Linked DNA regions of Arachis hypogaea: all the other regions are linked to region 3. A link is a contact called in public Hi-C data. All regions are on one chromosome and are shown on one strand. Each heading gives the region's core, a stretch centred on a gene start, on an enhancer-like site or on the middle of the called end of the contact. The rest is flanking DNA. Distances are from core to core; before and after follow the strand shown. Region 1 holds the start of LOC112729384 (kiwellin-1). Region 2 holds the start of LOC112728116. Region 3 has its middle 9.7 kb from the start of LOC140177111.

Region 1 (3,117 bases), core at 10-2,509, 110 kb before region 3:
AATACTTATTCCACTTTATACTAACCTGTTTGTCAGCAGTGAGCTAGACCTCTAATTATTATGATTACATTGGGACTTTATTATGTTTGTGTGTTAAAAGCTTATTATGATGAGAAGGGGTAGTCTCTATTTTGTTTGTGCACAAATCCGTTCAATTTTCAGCCGAAAGTTTACAGTGAAAAAAAATTGAGTGAGTATTGAGAGTAGGAATAAAACATGGTTTAATTAAATTAAGAATAGAAAAGTTTAACCAATTGAACTGATTTTATTTTATAATTAAGACTACTAATTTTTTATAAAATATTTGGGATGGCCCGTTTTCAAAGAGAAGATCTGCCAGTGTATTCTATATATAGTATAATATAAAGTGACTATATAATATATATCCCTATTAATAGGTTAATACTCTAGCAATTTCAAACTTTGATTATTTATTAATACAATATAGTTCTAGTTAAAATATAATTGACGGCAACATATATATACAAGTTTATATCTACCCAATATCATACTATAAAATGTATAAATTATGCATAAAGGCAATTACAAGATTACAAGAATGAACATATTTACATACACACATATAATACGTCACACACAGAAAAAAGGTAGACTAATGGACATATATATCCACATATAACATAGTACTATATGATTATATATATTAATATATAAAATTAAGCATTGGATTATTCAGACCATGTAATTTCAAGTCCACCCCAATTATCCTTAGGGACACCTAAGGCTTCCCACACAGCCTTTGATGCATCAACAATGTTGTTAGGGCAAGGTGGTTGGTAATCATGGTCAGCATCACAACCCATGGTTGAGTCACACTCATCGACCACCATTGCCTCAACACTTCTTCCATTCCCATGAATGGTGATCTTCTTGTGACACCTACTCTTGTGGTTGAACCATCCGGTCGAGAGTGCGACAACCGGCGTGTCATCTGAATGATACTGGTTGTCGCACTCTGAAGGGCCACCACCGTCTCCGTCCTTCTCGAAACTATTAAGGGTGAGATATGCCTTCGTGTGAGTAGTCACCTGTGGCGAACATTCATATGTTGTGTACATCTTTCCTTGTTTACAACAATCCGAATCGTTTTCTTGGTTGCATTGCCCTGGAGGGGGCTTTTTCCCTTCAATTCTGCCACTAGGGCGACATTGTTGTGCCCTAGAAGAATACAAGTAGTTTGTTATGAGAAGAAAACATAGTAGTAAGAATGATGCCTTTGAACCAAAGTTATTCTTCATTTTGTCTATGAATTATTTGTGTTTATTATACTTTTGATGGATATGGAGAATTGTGAAGCTATACATATATATAGAGATAAACATTTCTTCAATAATCCTCATCAACTAAAACATTTGGCTTTGAGCATTGAAGGATAGAACAAGGGTCAATGCTTGATATTATACACCTAAGAACTATATAGGATAGTTTTTTGGTGAAAGAACATTATGTTTTGCACCGACGTAATAGGACGAAGTGAATATAGGATCGAGTTAGAGTTTTAAATCGATAGATAATTTAATATGTAACGGAATATTTATTAATATCTTAACTATTATTCACATTACTGTGACCATATATTAGCAGATGTGCGATACACAATTTAAAACAATGGATATATATATAGTAGTTGGAGTTTATTTATTACTTTATTTATCTCATTTTTTCCCTCTAACATTTGGTTACTATGCTAAGAAAAAAAAAGTACTCAAGGACAAAAAGATGTTTAAAGAAAGAGTTCGGTGTTGGTGTCTCAAAATTGAGACATAGACATAAATATACATAAAGATATAAACATAAAAGAATAATTTAATATTAGATTTATTTGGTTGCAAAGACATTAACTAAAAAATACAAAAGTTAGTGTCCATATTCATTCTTTGGTATCTCAATTTTTTTTAGAAAGACTAAATAAATGTTTATTGTGTCCATTTGTGTATACGTGTCTTTGAAAATTTATATCTCAGTAATTAAACAATAAACATGTGTTATTGTGTCCATGTCTCTAATAAACATAGACATGAAACAATTATTGCCTTAGAAACTCGCTTTTATTGTCTCACAATCTCTGGCTTTTTTTTTTTTTATCTCATAACTTAAACCAAGTAGGAGACAAATTATTGGTTCACTTCTGATTTTGAATTACGGCAAGCTAAGTTTATGTCAATTTTGTTTCATTTCCAATTCCGTTGATGATAAGTTTATGCATGACACATTTTGAATACTATATTAGCTTGTAAGTTTAAGTGTTGAATACAAACTTGTTCTTCTTATTAATATATTATATTTAAGGATAGATGGCTCTAAGCAACAATAACGTTATTACTATGATGATATGATCACATTATTATTAGTGACTATGAAAATCAAATCGTAATATTAACTATGTAAGTTTTTGGTAATGTTGGTTTATTTTGCAAAAGGTGTGTTTTATGGAACCTTGAGTAACATTCTTGTCCAAGGCAGCTGATCAATTTAAAAATGACCAAACATGTGATTATGTACATTATTGCAGTTCAGACATTCCAACAGAGAAAGGCTCAAAGCCCATTTGATGTTATCATCACATGCCTGTGACACGGGGAGGCCCAATAAGAGTCTAAGAGATACTCTAGCCGATTGAGGCTCAAATAATCTTAACTATTATTTGTCCAAATAAAAAAATTACTATTCGGTTCACATAAATTGGGTCTTATTTCGAAGTGATTGACATGTATCCGATTCGACTTAGAAAGCATGTTAGAGGCTTCTCACTAGCCAGATCAACTATGGGGCATCTCTCTACTCAACCACTTGCCTTTTATATTTTGGAAGGGACTGAAACAAAGAGATACAGATTAAAAATTAAAGATAGAGAGAGACTAAGATTAAATTAAATATTTATATTGTGTTTAGTATAAAATATACCGGATTTAGTTACGTTTAAGTATCATGTTTGGTTTAAGATAAATATGAAAATTGGGAGGTAAATTTAGAATTTAAAATATTAAATAAGAGTATTTTTAAAAAAATGTTATTAAAATTTTAGTTTCTAATTCTATAAATTTTAGTTTTTTCTGTTTTCACTTTCTGAAAAGACTGAAAGGACTAAAATTTTAT
Region 2 (3,222 bases), core at 679-3,178, 71 kb before region 3:
AAAAAAAATAGAGTTAAATTCAGAATTGATTAGTACTTAATCAGTCGGATTAAAAAATACAATAAAAAATAAAAAAGGAATAGTTATCTATTTTGTGATTAGATCACACCCTATATTTATAGCCACGAATCGGGAAGAAATTCAAAGAAAGTCATCTAAATCTAGGATGAATTCCATGAAATAGGTGCACGGATTTTTTCCCCCTATCTTATTGTACCATTTTGTAATATATATCCAGAATTGAGTTTTTTGGGCTTTTTGGTCACTCCAAATGCCATATATTCTATCCACCTGGCGGAATTAAGAAAAAGTATTGTTGATTTATGCTTGCAAATATTTTTCTTAGTTTTCATAAATTTTGAAAATAAAATTTCTATAATGCATTTCGGATTACGATGATTTGAAAAGTAAGGACGTTTGGAAAGTTTTAAAAGTTACTTTTTTTTTAGTTTTTGTCTTATGAAAAATAGTAGTATTAATATTTGGTGTAATTTTTAAAATTAAATTGTAGCTTTTTAAAAAATTATTTAAGTGTTTATAAAGAAGTTAAAAAAATGACTTCTTTTGTAATAAATTTTTTTTTATCATATTTGTTTTAAAATAAGCACTTTTAGAATTAAAAACCAAACACAAAATAATTTATTTATAAATTACTTTTAATATAAATATTTATTGTTTAAGTTATTTTTTTAAAAAGAGTTTAATTAAGCTATTTATCCAAACTTTGCCTAAATGTAATTAGTGGTGAAACAATTTATGAGTATTTTGCACGTAACTGTTTATTGAGCTATGTAATTTGTTGACTAATGCTGAATCCACTCAAAATTATTCTTTTTACGAAGAAAAAATATTTAGTTGGCAAACTAGGTTACTTCTAACAATAGATAGATCAAGAGACATATATATTGTTACTTATTACGTAATAATGAAGCTTGAAATGTTTATAATCTATTTAGAATATCAATTTACTCTTGTGGAGCAATGGATGTTGTATCCATAAATAGAACAGTTAGATAACTAATTGGGTTTTTGTTAATAAACATCATACAAAATGATTAGGATTCTAAACTAAAATCTACAGTTCTAATCAATAAATTTACAGCTTATATGACAATTTTGCATTATACAAATTATGGTTTGATCTTTGAGCTTTATAATTATAGATTCAAAAATACCACCTCAAAATTGCTATAACTAACGGGTGTAGTAAAATTGCAATGTCTCTACAGTGTCATAATTACACTTACCAAAGCAAAAAGTTTTCAGGAATGTGATCATATTATCTTTTTTTCAACGTATGACAGGTCAAAGATTAATCCGTTGCAGATTTAATGAATTTTATTTAAAGGTTTGCTATTTGTTAATTAGTTGCTGCATACACAAGGTACAATTTAAATCCTGATACTTACTTAAATAGACTAATAAACTAACTATTAAACTAAGTCAAGTTAGTTATTGTGATCATATTACATTAGGTCAAGAAATTAAATAATGTGATATTTTTGTTAGCAAATCATGCTGGTCCATTTTCATTGGGCTAATCTTGGCTTGATTCTTGTTGTAATAAAAAAAACCTTAAGCCCCCATACCAGAAAAAAAAACTTAAGCCCCAAAAGAACAAAAATATGTGGCCACAGCCTTATTTCATTTAATTGATTTTAAATTATTTTTCAAGAGCAAATAATATACAGAGGAATAGGAATATGTGACCACAGCCTTATATGATACAACCTTATATATGTTACAAATAATTTCTCTTTTTTCTTAATTCATATTTCAAGTAATATTGAATCTTATCATCAACTTGTTAATTCTGTACATAAACAAACTGAGTACTAAATATTTTCATTTACACCAATCAATAAATTTTGGCATATGATCAAAAGGAGGGTCCACCACTCCACCGAATGCTTTTTACTTTTTTGAATAAAAGTTCAAACATATTCCCGCTTTTGCTTCAACAAGAACCGTTGCAAATTTTATATACATCACACTTTATTTTGCTTTTCCACGTTGAAATTCATGTTTCTCTCACTTCATCCACCCTTATTATTATTTCTTCTCTGAATTTTGTTGCAGCATTATTGTGGTATGTACTATGTAGAGCTTAAGGAAACTGGGTTGACACCAAATTGGTAAGTATGAGTCCCTCCACCAACCTCACTTGTATTGGATATTACCTTTTTTTTCTTTTGTTTATTTTTCAACATGTATATATATATATAGCTGCAATTTGTGTTTCTATGAACCATGTTTATTTGAAAGTTTGTTGCTTCCAATTTCTTCTTAGCAAATGTAGCTGCCTCTTGATGTAATTTTCGAAAGATGGTTAGCAGAGTTAGTAAGAAACAATATTGTATATTGTAGGTACGAGAATTTGAGTTTCATTGTTGATATGAGAATCATTTTAGGGGAGAAAGTCTTATAATCCAAGGAAAGTAGCAATCAAAGTATAAATACTTTATCCTCTCTGAACCTCAAACTTGCACAAGTAATGCTTCTTGGAATAGCATCCACTTTTTGAGGTTTCATTCAATCAGCTTTGAATCTTTTATGGACTTCTTCAATGCAGATAATCAGGTCATTATTATGACTCATGCTAGTGATTGGACAAAGCTTGCAAGAAACAACCTTGGATGAAACTCAAAACCCAAATGGTTTTCTTGAGGTTAATGATGAAAGGCTTCATCAAAAACTGAACAACAGAATGTTGAGAATTATTTCCAACATGTTCAAACCTCAGAGACTCATTTCACATTTTTTACAGGAAAATCTTATGAATCCTTTCAAGAATGCTATTTTTTCCAAGAAGAAGATTGATTGGTCATGTATTAGCACAACTTGCAAGCAATGGATCAAGAATCCTTTGAACATGGCACTTCTTCTATGGATAACTTGTGTCATCATCTCCGGCGCGATTCTCTTCCTAGTTATGACAGGAATGCTAAACAGAATCCTCACCAAGAAATCCCAAAGAGATGAATGGTTTGAAGCAAACAACCAAATCCTCAATGCTCTATTCACTCTCATGTGTCTATACCAACATCCGAAGAGATTCTACCATCTTGTTCTTCTTCTTAGGTGGAAACAAGAAGACATAACAATCCTCAGAAACTTGTATTGCAAGAATGGAAATCCCAAGCCTCATGAATTTTTCCACATGATGGTTGTTATTGTATTACTCCATGTTAATTGCTTTGCTCAATATGCATTATGCAGCCT
Region 3 (2,844 bases), core at 235-2,734:
ACAACAAAAACAAAACAAAAATTGTTTGAGATAGCTACATCATTAACATTACCATTATAGAAATATCTTCTCTCTTCTGTGAAACAGAGCATTCTAAAAATTCCTACCCACACCATACCCAAAAACCCTAGCTAATAATCTAGTTTCAAAATTTTTTTCATCAACATGCACAAAATCTCGAAGTAACATTCACAATGACGCATATTTTAATATCGTAAAAGATGGAAAAAATTAATTTTATCTGCTGCACACCTACCTCTATGTCAGGGGATTTTGCAAAGAACAATGATGACCAAGGTTCCAACAAACTCCAAATCGCTTCACCACAATAACCCTCACGAGCACTCGTAGACGCCAGGAATTTGAGCGAAGTGTTCTATTTTCAAAAATGAAGAAGACGAAGTGATCACTTTGCTTTGGGGGGTTTGAACGTTTTAACTCTCTTAATCTTGAAACAACGTCGTTTTATTAGGGATTTAGCGCCAAAATCAACATGACAACATTTTATATTGTCCGACGTGGCAGTCATTTGCCAGGTCAGTGTCATGTCACTCTCGACAGCAAGCAAATTGGCTGTAAAATAGGTAAGGGACCAACTAAGTGCATTTTATTCAATCTTGGCAATATAAATAGTGCAACTAGGAAGTCAGGGATAAAATCGATGCATTTTGTGAATCTCAAGGATCACTTTGAGATTTAACTCTCAAAATTGATATTTGTATAAAATTTAGGTTGAAATATAAAATACACTCTAAAAATGAATTAAACAATACATATCTTTATACATAAATATATAATAATTTTAATAGTTGATTTTAATATACAAATAATATTTTTTATAAAAAAATAGATTGATAATAAAATTTTAGTTATAAACATGTAATGTAGCCATGTAGGTATATTATTAGTAAATTTCCATTGGTAACCGGCATATTATATATTGTTAGTCTATTATAGTTGTATTCTAATTTCTAATATTTGATACAATACATTTGTTTACAAATATTTATTATAAGGGTATGAAGTTTCTTGATGAACAAGAAACTGTGAGAGAGTTATGAAAACAGAGAAGAGAGGAAACTCAGACTTTGTATTTTACTTATTCATGTATGGTATAATGAATACAACACTTTCAACTTTAAGTACTTATAACTCTCTTCATTCTCTAAAAGAGTGTTATCTAACTATCACACTCTCAATCTAATAATATTACATTAACAATTCTTTAGAAAGAGAATGTATTGATGAGTTCAATCCTTCAATAAAAAGCTCTCAATTTAAAATTGCATTAACAATTCCTTTAAACAAAATAAATAATAAAATATGTTTGTGTGTGTGTTTTTTTTTTTACTTTTTTAATCTTTGATTAAAAAACCTTCACAGAAGAAATTTTTTTTTTTGGGGGGGGGGGGAGTAGTTCGGGCTGTTTGTGACTTTGTGATAACTCATAACTATGTTTCTAGTTTTTTTAATTTTCTGAAACCTAACAATTATAGGCTTCAAGTTTTTGGACTTGGGCTTTATGTTGTTACTATAATTCCTAGGCCTTCTCTCAGTTCTTTGATTGGGCTCCTTTTAGTTTTCATTTAAGTGCTATACGTATTGACTGATTCGACCAAAAATATAATGATAGATTGAAAATTATGCTATTTTTATTTTGAGTAAACAATTAAATTTAAAGTCATCTCTAACGATTTTAAATTAAACATTTTAATTATCAATTATTTTTTATACTCTGGAAATTTTTAAAAATTATTCTCATAAGAAAGATTAAACAAATAAACTTCTAACAAATTTTATTATAAAACAATTAAATTTTAAAAAATATCATTACAATAAAATTAATTCCTTTACTAAGGAATCAATTCATCTAAAAAAAATTTAGAATAATAAAATTTATTCGAAATAAAAGTATCCAATTTAATTTTTTTTAAAGATTAAATTAAATATTTACTCGTTTATTTTCATTAACTAAGTAAAATAAAATATCTAAAAAAAAAAAAAAAAACTAAGTAGCATGGACATTAAAATGTACTTTTTTTTTGTGATAAAAGGGGTCAAGGACTCAGAAGAAGAAAACAAACACTAACTAAACCCTCTAAGGAGGGGAACACCAGACATATCATGCAAAAGTAAATTTTGAACATCAAAGAGAGGAGCCGCAAATTCATGTAGTCCAAAAAAGAAGTCATGTCCTTTCTTTGCGAGATTATCTGCAACAAAGTTAGTTTTATGCAACGTATGAGACCATTCGATGATTTGAATACGGCCGGCTAGGATGCCAACATCAGCCACAAAGGGCACAGGGGTGTGTAACTAGACACCCTTTTTTCACAAAGTTAACGGCTGCAGTCGAATCTGATTCAATCACCAAGAAATTACAATTGTTAGCTAATGCTATTCGGAGACCATAAGCAATTCTCCCAAAACAGAGTTATGGAACAGCTATCCGCAAGTAAATCCCTTCACAAAGTGACCAAGATGATTTCTCAGAACGCCACCGCATGTGGCACTGCTTGCTTGGTAAAAAAATGAACCATCAACATTTAACTTCATATACCCTTCTATCAGAGGAATCCATTTGATAACTTCCTTTCCAGCAGATCGATTATGATGGTGGGGAATGAGAAGCCCGATGCTATGGATAATCTCATTGAACTAAGCTTTCACCTGATTAATTCTAGACCGAACAACAGTAGTGTCCCCATCAAAAATGAACTTGCTCTTAAAGTACCAAATTGACAAAATCGTAACCCCAAAGAGGCAGGGTCAATCCCCATTGATGGTCAGGTTGTAACTCATCCAGTCATGAAGATTAAGGTTGAAAAAATTATTAATGTCCAC

Evidence for each region. A called contact is a pair of places that touch in the nucleus more often than the background predicts.
Region 1: a Hi-C map of leaf shows a contact between it and region 3, with 3 times the contacts expected there. The contact joins the promoter of LOC112729384 here to the enhancer-like site in region 3. A contact is called at or near these places in 2 of 8 Hi-C or Micro-C datasets (leaf and an unstated tissue).
Region 2: a contact with region 3 is called in a Hi-C map of an unstated tissue, with 4 times the contacts expected there. The contact joins the promoter of LOC112728116 here to the enhancer-like site in region 3. A contact is called at or near these places in 4 of 8 Hi-C or Micro-C datasets (leaf and an unstated tissue).

The regions. Positions count from the first base shown.
Region 1 is chr12:107,428,035-107,431,151 of arahy.Tifrunner.gnm2.J5K5, reverse strand. LOC112729384 (kiwellin-1) reads right to left here and starts at 1,259. Exons shown (of 1, transcript XM_029290443.2): 1 at 690-1,259. The coding sequence starts at 1,259. The coding sequence ends at 690.
Region 2 is chr12:107,384,463-107,387,684 of arahy.Tifrunner.gnm2.J5K5, reverse strand. It overlaps LOC112728116, which reads left to right and starts at 1,928. Exons shown (of 2, transcript XM_025778123.3): 1 at 1,928-2,135; 2 at 2,573-3,222. The coding sequence starts at 2,597.
Region 3 is chr12:107,313,606-107,316,449 of arahy.Tifrunner.gnm2.J5K5, reverse strand. No RefSeq gene overlaps it. Among protein-coding and RNA genes, the nearest start is that of LOC140177111, 9.7 kb to the right of the region's middle. Within about 2 kb of position 1,484, at least 1 of the 3 cell types and tissues checked has open chromatin away from gene starts, as enhancers often do.